Regions from separate parts of the Mus musculus genome. Here all the other regions are linked to region 1. A link is a contact called in public HiChIP or PLAC-seq data. All regions are on one chromosome and are shown on one strand. Each heading gives the region's core, a stretch centred on a gene start, on an enhancer-like site or on the middle of the called end of the contact. The rest is flanking DNA. Distances are from core to core; before and after follow the strand shown. Region 1 holds the start of Mnd1 (meiotic nuclear divisions 1). Region 2 overlaps Tmem131l (transmembrane 131 like). Region 3 overlaps Tmem131l (transmembrane 131 like).

What was found. HiChIP or PLAC-seq counts read pairs in DNA pulled down with a chosen protein or histone mark.
Region 2: a contact with region 1 is called in an H3K27ac HiChIP or PLAC-seq map of VIP interneurons, with 3 times the contacts expected there. The contact joins the enhancer-like site here to the promoter of Mnd1 in region 1. A contact is called at or near these places in 13 of 39 promoter capture datasets (the 3T3-L1 cell line, 3T3-L1-derived adipocytes, the C10 cell line and 9 more), 4 of 484 Hi-C or Micro-C datasets (the HL-1 cell line, nephron progenitors, pancreatic cancer cells and 1 more), 10 of 115 datasets of contacts at active chromatin or transcription factors (VIP interneurons, astrocytes, bone marrow-derived macrophages and 6 more) and 4 of 9 other capture datasets (embryonic stem cells, liver, macrophages and 1 more).
Region 3: a contact with region 1 is called in an H3K4me3 HiChIP or PLAC-seq map of embryonic stem cells, with 16 read pairs. The contact joins the enhancer-like site here to the promoter of Mnd1 in region 1. A contact is called at or near these places in 10 of 39 promoter capture datasets (3T3-L1-derived adipocytes, the C10 cell line, cranial neural crest and 5 more), 2 of 484 Hi-C or Micro-C datasets (the HL-1 cell line and pancreatic cancer cells), 9 of 115 datasets of contacts at active chromatin or transcription factors (cardiomyocytes, embryonic stem cells, fibro-adipogenic progenitors and 4 more) and 2 of 9 other capture datasets (embryonic stem cells and liver).

What each region holds. Positions count from the first base shown.
Region 1 is chr3:84,154,331-84,157,129 of GRCm38.p6, reverse strand. It overlaps Mnd1 (meiotic nuclear divisions 1), which reads left to right and starts at 1,344. Exons shown (of 8, transcript NM_029797.3): 1 at 1,344-1,468. The coding sequence starts at 1,466.
Region 2 is chr3:83,983,069-83,985,867 of GRCm38.p6, reverse strand. The region is part of intron 3 of Tmem131l (transmembrane 131 like); the gene reads left to right. Among named protein-coding and RNA genes, the nearest start is that of Tmem131l, 56 kb to the left of the region's middle. Within about 2 kb of position 1,332, at least 20 of the 459 cell types and tissues checked have an H3K27ac peak or open chromatin away from gene starts, as enhancers often do. A contact at or near this core is called in VIP interneurons, embryonic basal ganglia and embryonic forebrain, where this site is marked.
Region 3 is chr3:84,001,656-84,004,454 of GRCm38.p6, reverse strand. The region is part of intron 3 of Tmem131l (transmembrane 131 like); the gene reads left to right. Among named protein-coding and RNA genes, the nearest start is that of Tmem131l, 37 kb to the left of the region's middle. Within about 2 kb of position 1,449, at least 32 of the 459 cell types and tissues checked have an H3K27ac peak or open chromatin away from gene starts, as enhancers often do. A contact at or near this core is called in embryonic stem cells and liver, where this site is marked.

The DNA.
Region 1 (2,799 bases), core at 95-2,594:
CTCTGTGCTTTGACCTCAGTCTTTAAAACACATAAATTATGTGCATAGATGAGCAACCAACCACACTTCACCATCACCTGGGAACTTTCAGTAAAGATTTCAGGTCTAATATAGGTTGACCAAAAAGAAAATGACTAAAATTGCTTGCATTTGTATAGTTGTTACTTGATTGGATAAACTTATTTTTATTGTAATAATAATAATAACATAGGAAGAGGAGGAGGGGGAAGGGAGAGAGAGAGAGAGAGAGAGAGAGAGAGAGAGAGAGAGAGAGAGAGAGAGAGAGAGACTTGCTGTCAGGAAGCCCTGTCCTGAAAACCTAGGATTGAAAAAAAAACTTAAAAAAGTAACTGTGATAAAGAGCAAATTAAGAACTCTAGAAAAGCGTTAATAAAGTGGATGTGATGAAAACTCTGTGTCACATAATTGACAGGAACATCTCTGCTATATGCCTGTTGTCAGGGTATGAGCATGGCAAGCAGGTTTGGATACATACTCACCCCCATCCCCGACTATTGCTCTCCTTTGTAAATGCTTTGGATGATTTTTGCTAATCACGTTTATCCTATCTTATAAAATAAAGGTTTTAGTGAAACTTTGAGAGACAGATTCACTAGTAGTTGCAAGAAATAATTTAGAAAGCTCCCACATACTCTTTATTAAGGTCTGACAGTCAGCAGCACTAGAATATTTACGTTTCATTTGTAATGCAGAACACCTGCACTACTCTGTACACTCTCACCGCTCTGTATCAGAGGACTTTTTAAGGCTAGAGGTTGGTGCTCGCCTTTAATCCCAGCATTTAGGGAGCAGCAGCAAGCAAATCACTGAGTTCGAGGCCAGCTTGGTTTACAGAGAGAGCTCCAGGGCAGCCAAGGCTACACGGAGAAACCTTGTCCCAAAAAAGCCAAATAATAAAATTAAATAAGACAAAAATAAAATAAAATAGAAAAAGAATTTCTTTTCTAAATGTACTCGTTTCTTGCAGCCAAAGCCCCATATTTTTTTTTTTAAGCTAAAAGAACACACTTAAAAGCGAAGACTCAAAAGTTGCCTTTTAAAAAGAAAACTAAAAGCTACATTGAACACTTAAGTAGTAAGCAACTCTGCAACCCCAGAGGCACGGGAAGGGAACAGAAGCCTTCCCTGCTCCAGCTCCCACGCCAGGCCCCAACTTTTCCTTTCTGCCTACAGGCTGCCCAACCCAGACTGGTCCATCTGGTCTCAGTCCGGCCCTGCCCATCTCAGGCTCCTCCCCTACTGGACCTGCCCATTATTTCAGGCCGCGCCCCTCACCGCCCTGCCCATCTTCTCAAGCCCCGCCCAGGCTCGGCTCCTCCCTCGGGTCCCGCAGTCCTACCAGGGCCGCCAGGGGTCGTTGCATCTCCCCTGCACTTCCTCCGGTCCTTCCCACCCCACGCGGTTGTTGGCGCCAGACTCAAACAGGGAGGCCGCCTCGCGCAGCATGGTAAGAGCGAGGCTCCGACGCGCGCACCTCTGGGCTTCGGGGCCGCGGCAGCAGGGGTTGTGCCTGGCCAGGCCTTGTGAGGTTGGCCCCGCGCCCACTGCTGCGCCCGAGCCCTGATGGCGGCCTGCGCCGCCCTGGTTCCGAACCGGAGCGTTCTAGAACCGAATCCAGAAGCCCCGCAAGTTGGACCGATCCGCGGCTCCCGACCGAGAACCCCAGGGCGCACGCGCTGCGGAGTTGGCCACTGAAGTGTTCAGTGCCCTTCGGTTCTCCTGGAATTAGAACCCGGGGCCTTTTACTTGCTTGGCACGGCGCTCCCCTTTTTCAGCTGCACCCCACCACTGTACTTAGTATGCTAACAGGAGCCGCCCAGATCACTCCGCCTTTAGATCATGGCAGTGACACCCCCACCCCACCCCGCACCCCCGCCTTTAAGGGCAGGGTAGGACGCCCCACCCCCCACCCCAGCCTCCCCCACCCCCCACCCCACCCTGCTCTCTGCGGGCCAATCCTGGTTTACTACCAATCGCCGTTGTCTATTCGGACTTAATGACTCTCTGCCCTTTGGATCGTTTTTTTTTTTCAACTACCTTCAAAGTTTTGTGTCATTCTTTCCACTTTTGGCGACAGAGTATCAACGAGTCGCTAGAGTGACCCCAGATTTTAATATCTTAATTTAGTTAATTTTGGTCGTCACACAGGGTGGACAAGGATCAGGTCGTTGGGCATTTATTTGAAAAAAAAAAAATTGCCCAGCTGTAATTATAACTGATAACGGCTTCTTTGTGGTTAAACTAACAGACGGGCCACCTGGGCATGCAATGGCCCAAGGAGCCCAGGACCAGATTCAAAACAACAGTGTTACCAGTGTTTGGTGTTATCATGTTTCTCTTTGTAGAATTTAAGTACCCGACTAAAAGGAACTAGGAATTATTGATGTGCCGGCCTCACCCTCTTATTTAACCCTCTTTATAGGGCAGTTGCCTACTGCCAAAGGGATTTAATGGCTCTTAACTCTTCACGCAGGTATTGCTATTAGTTTTATATATGAGCAGGAAAAAGTTCACTGTTAGTCTGGTCAAAGTTAAACTTTTGACCTCTTTCCGAATGTGAATTACTATTTCGATTTGGCTTGCTTTGGCAGGTAAACAATTACAAACGTAGGCCTGTAATCCCCAGATGGCTTTGCGTCTCCTTCATAATCTGAAGGCATCTGTGTTTTACCACAAGGAAATACCCCTCCCCAGTTTTGAGGACTTTCTTTTCTTTTTCTTTTCTTTTTCTTTTCTTTTTTTTTTTTTTTTTTTTTTTTTGGTTTTTTCGAGACAGGG
Region 2 (2,799 bases), core at 83-2,582, 170 kb after region 1:
TCACCAGCTTTAAACTCACCAAGGGATTAATTCTGGAAGGATGTAGTGCCTTCAGCAAACATTGGCGTCCTCAAAGCCCGTGAGCTAGCACCAATCTCTTACCATGATCCAGTCACCTACCTCCCAAAGCCCATTAGCCAGTATCAAGCTTTTAACACACGAGCCTTTATCAGGGTAGACTTCATACCCCAAACAGGCTTCCCTGGCTGTTCTTAGGGATGGCCAGATGGGATGCAGTGGACTAATTAAGCTGGGCCTTATGGGGATTCTTTTCTTAGGAGGGAGGGAGTGTTTAGAAGCTGCATGTTTTTAGAGACTCCACTGTAGACAATTTACGCTCCTTGGGTTAAGTAGTTCATTCTGTCGCCGCTGAAAGCAGGTTTCCATATTTCCAGTCTAGAGTGCACAGGATTTGTATTTTGTTATTCCCAGAGGAAGAACATATGTTGCTGAATGCGGAATGAAAATGGAATTGTTTGTAGTGAAAGTTTAAAAATCTGACTGAAGGCTAGGGAGATGAGTCTGGGTAAGGGCACTTGTCCTGCAAGCCTGGTGACCCGAGTTTAGTCCCTGGAGCCCATGTAGATTGGAAGGAGAGAAGCAACTCCACAAAGCCACCTTTGAGCGCCACACATACTTTGTGCCATATGTGTGTGCCACCCCTGTAACGTACAGTAATAAATAAGTAAATATTTCTTGAATTTAAAAAATCTGATGTTTGTTGCATATTTTATCTATTGTACAATTGTAGTGTTTTATTGTGTAATGCGTTAATGTCAGTGCGTTTTCTTGTCTGTTTAGACAAAGGAGAAGTACGGTGGAAGTTCTGTAGGACAGGAACTGCTTTGTGGGAGAATTAGGGACGATTTGGAAGCCAGTGAAGCCAGAGTCACCGAGCTGTGTGGGTTGACTGAACTCTGGAGGCTGGATAGCTGCAGGTCCCAGGCCCTGGTGCAAGCGAGTTCTGGGTCGGTCCTTTGCTGTCCTCACTTGTCCTTTCTGCCTCTGTCTTCATGTTCTCTGCTGGCCTTGTAAAGGTCCATGCTCACAGGTTATAAGGGACTTCACCTGTGTTGTGTTTTAGTTGTTCCTCGTGATTGAAACAGACAAGCCCTTCCTGATGGAGTACCTTGTAGCAGCAGGGGTTGGATGGCAAGTGGGTCTCTACTGAAGGGCAGGGCTGTTCTCTGCAGCTGCCAGGCGCTTGAGATTAAGCAGGGTGGTTTTGCTCTGGGATAATAGGCAGGAAATAACTGCAGCTCATAGAGTTCTGCATAATCATGAGAGACGTGAAGGGTGTTAATCAAACGCATCTGCATATGACATTTTCATTATGTACAAGAAGAGCTGAGTGTGCTTATGCACACACATACAAGGTCTGTAGGGCTGGGCTGGGTGCACATGTGAGAAGCTGCATCTGCCAGAAGGGCTGTTCTTTCCCACACCAGAGAGAATGAGTGGGCTGGGGGCAGGTATACATACTTTTAGCTCTCTTTTCTTCTTTTATCTTAATACTTTATTGAGATAATTCACGTGCCATGTACAGTACAATCTGGTGGTTTGAATTTCATTTTAAAGCATATTTTAGGGTTGTGTAGGGACTATTATAGTCTATTTAGATTTTCACCCTTCCTAAAAGAAGTGGTAGAGTGTGTACATCCGTGCATGCATGCCTGTGTATGATGGGGTCCCAGGGAGGCCAGAAGAGGGTATCAGAGCTCCTGGAGCTGGAGTTTTAGACTGTTATGAACTGCCCTGTGTGGGTGCTGGGAATCAGGTAGGCTCTGGTCCCCTGGAAGAGCCATAAGCATCCTTAACCACTGACCCATCTTGCCCTTGTTTATAGTTTTAAGTACCCTTTCTCTCTTCTTTTTAATGGAAACACAGATCTCTTGGGGGCTTTTGGAAAGATGCGTTTCTCAGGAAGCAATTGTTTTTTGAAGTCAATGATGGTTTAACTTTACCGACATGGACTTAGCCTTATGACCTACAACATAGCTACTGGGCTAAGGAGGGATCCTCTCAGGTTCACATGAGTTCACTCACGTGCCTTTGGCATTAGAGTTCTGTTGTGCTGGTGCCTTGCAGTAGGGGCTTGAAGCTTGAGGACTCTGTTGCTCAGATCCTTTGCCACCACGTTGGCCAGTTCGTTACTTCTGAGGGAGCTTGGTGTGGGAACACATCAGCAAAATGAGCCTGTGAGCTGTGTGCTGGGCCTCCACTCAGCTCTCCAGGAGTTTATGTATCCAGCTTATAAATGCTTTCGGCTCTTCATCATTCTGGAATTGTAAGTTATGAATGAAGAATTCGCACAATGAAACCAGAAGAACTTTTAGGCATTGTGCAGTAACATGTGCTGCTGTCCTGGTGGGTGGGTGGTTTGCTCCCCAAAGGATCTTTTGATTATGAAAAGTCATATTCATGTACCCCATGAATGAAAGAGTGACTTTTACTCTACAAAATTCAGTAGACCACAGAGAGAGTTGAGGGAGAGAGTTAACAGTGGTGCACAGTGTGTGACCGACCATTCCCTAGTTGGGTGAGATGCATGGTCACCTCTCCATTTGGTCCAGGGATGCTTACAGGAGAATGTGCAAGCCGCTCACTGCACAGCCTACAGGGTGTTCAATGAATGACCCACCCCAACAAGAAGTATACATTAGTCTCATAAGAGGCCACTGGAGTGCCCTGTGGGGGACCGTCCTTCTCAATCAGCTTACTTTAATCTACATAATCTACACTTGCTGTGCGTGTTCCTTGTCTGCTTTTCTTACTTGCCTTGGACATGAGACAAAGGAA
Region 3 (2,799 bases), core at 200-2,699, 150 kb after region 1:
CTCCTCCTCAAGATGACCTTCTTTAAAGGGAGTGTGCCTCTAGCTTGCTACTGATGGCCAGGGCACAAGCAGAGGGATCTTTGCAATAGTCTGTAGCTGCCAAGAAACTGAGTGGCTCTTAGTGTCTGGAGAAAGGGGAACTTTTGCAAATATGTTTTTTGGGTTTTTTGTTTATTTGTTTTCAAAAACACTGAAAATGACTTAGTTGAATGACCATCTGATTTTTAAACACCAGTGGATGGAAGCATTTCACTTGAGGAAAATATCCACTCCCCTTTTCATCTGCCGAGACTCACATCTGTAAGAGCTAAGCAGCACAGTAGAGGTCTGATTCCAGCATCCCGCCAGCCATTCCTCGGGTTCCACCGAGGAGGACCAGACTAGAAAGCCCCATCTGTTTACCACAGTGCGCATTCCCAGCAACATCTCGACCGATTTTGATGGTAATGTGTTAAAATTTCATACATTTGCAGATCTTTATTGCAGAGAAGATAGGTAGGGTAGACTTTTAGCATAGACGTCAAGGAGGACCGTGAGGAAAGTAGTTGGGAAGATGAAGTGAAGGAGGGCAAGGTCCCGTTCCCAACTCCAACTGAGATCTTTATTTCTCTGAATAGATGCTGTGTGGAAAATGGATGTGGCAGTCCCACCAGAGTGGGCCAACAGTTTGACTTAAAATTCAGAACTTACAGTACAGCAGGAAGTATATGCTTTGCAACAATAAAGAAAAGGACAGGCGAGGTTTAGAATGATAACTTAGGAATATATGAAGGAGCGTGTGGGTCCCTCTTCCCCATTGTTTTTGGTGTTACATAGACAAGATTGTGAGGAACCTTGGTAAAGGCTGTCTTGAGGGCAGGAGAGGAAGAAGATGGTGAGCCTGTGCTTGTGTGTTTTCCTTAGTTAAAAGGTGATCAGACTGACATTTTAAAGCTCTAACAGTTCTGTTTTGTTTTTCTAAACAAAAAAGGGATCCTTGCCTAACTTTGAATGGATCTGAAATGTGTGCTCTTTCTAAGATCATTTCTACTGACCCATTCCTCTTTGGGCCAGGCCATTCTTGAAATTTGGAAAATTTCTGTCTTTGGCCCTTATCTTTTAAAAAAGGCATTCTTTTAGGCCAGGTGTGGTGGTGCACACCTTTAGTCCCAGTGCTGGGAAGGCGAAGGCAGGAGGATCTCTGAGTTCAGGGACAGTCTGGTCTACAGAGTTCCTTTAGGGTGTGCAGGCTTTATCAGACGCGTTGATTTGTCTTAACTCACCTGGCCATTCTTCGCCCTTTGCTGATTTTCTTTTTTATTTACTGGTTTGGAGCGAGGATCACAGAGGCTAGGAAGATTGGTGGAAAAAGGAAATCTCTAGATTCTGGGGCAGGGTTAGTAACAGTCCTGTGGTCTACTCTGGCTGGATTGATTGCTAGCAGGCTGGGTGTTTTGCAAGTCTAGTTTTAATGTTAGCCTAAGGGAGAGAACTGCTGTTTGCATTTTCAGGGCAGCTTTGCATACTGCCTAGAGAAAGCTGTGAGACCTGACCTTTGATAAGGTTGTTTGTGTTGGCCCAGGACCTCTACTGAGTAGGGTTGTAGCTTCCATTTTGGTGGTTTTGAAAAAAACAAGTTTTATCAAATGAGTAGGCTCAAGTTGAACTAGGGTATATATAGGGTATAGGGGTTAGTTGACTGTTCCAGTCCGGAGGCGGGCTAGGCATTCTCATTCAGGAAGCAGGCGTAGTTTTCTCATTCCCTCCCGAGTCCACTGGTTTCTGTTTCAGGGATGTGTAGTGTTGCACACTTTGAACATAACCTGAAGATATTTACGATAAGTCTAACTCTTGACAGTATTGGTCTCCGTGCTTCAGTTCCTCTGCCCCCATCTGGACTATGGCCAGACTGCAGAAGAAAAAACTGACAGTGGTGATGTGATGCTTCAAGAGAAGATGGTCCAGACATCACAGAATTCTGTGTGGCCTTAGGACTTTTCCTAGCTAACAGCTTGGGCAAGAGTTCAAAGGAAACTCTCAGTCTCCATGCATTCTTTGTACCCGTGAAGGCTGGCAGTACATGGGATCTGAAACAGTTTACTAGATTTGAAATGACTATTTAACTCATAACTTGTTTTTAAGGTAAGTGCTCGGATTAGTCTGTCTCTCTATAGCTAGGTTTTGTCCTAGCTGCATTGTAGGGCTTGAACTCAGGTCCTTGCACATGCTAAGCAAGCACTGTACACTGAGCTGCAGCCTACTCCTCATCACCGAGCCACATGCCACCCTGTTTTTCTTTCACCTGGCTGTTATGGACTTTAAGTCGATGTCTTTAGCAGCTGTTTTGGATCTACCATTTTCCCTGGGCACTGCAGGATGTGGCCTTTGACTTCATTTAACTTTCGGTTGAATTCTTGCTTAGCCTCTTGGCCTAGATGCCCTTGGCTGAGTGTCTGCAAGCTTTGATCTCCTGCATATTGAGATTTCCAGTCTCTTCTCACAGGAGCCCAGTGCTCCCTGACACTTGTGAGGCTTCTGTGAATTACCTGCTTGCTCCTCTGGGACCTCAGTCGCCTTTCCTTTGGCATGGGTCTTTGCTGAAGGGATTGCTTTTCCAGTGATGAGAAACCAATAAGAGAGTGTGGTGGAATGAGCAGGAGGGCCTGTTTGGATTTCCACAGGGAGTCTTTTTTTCTTTTATTATAAAGATTACAATCATGACTTTTGTTGTTTGTTTGGTTGGTTGGTTTGGTCTGACCTTATTATGTCTCTCTTATTATTTGGATGACCCCAAATTCTTAGGCTATTCTTTTGCCTCTG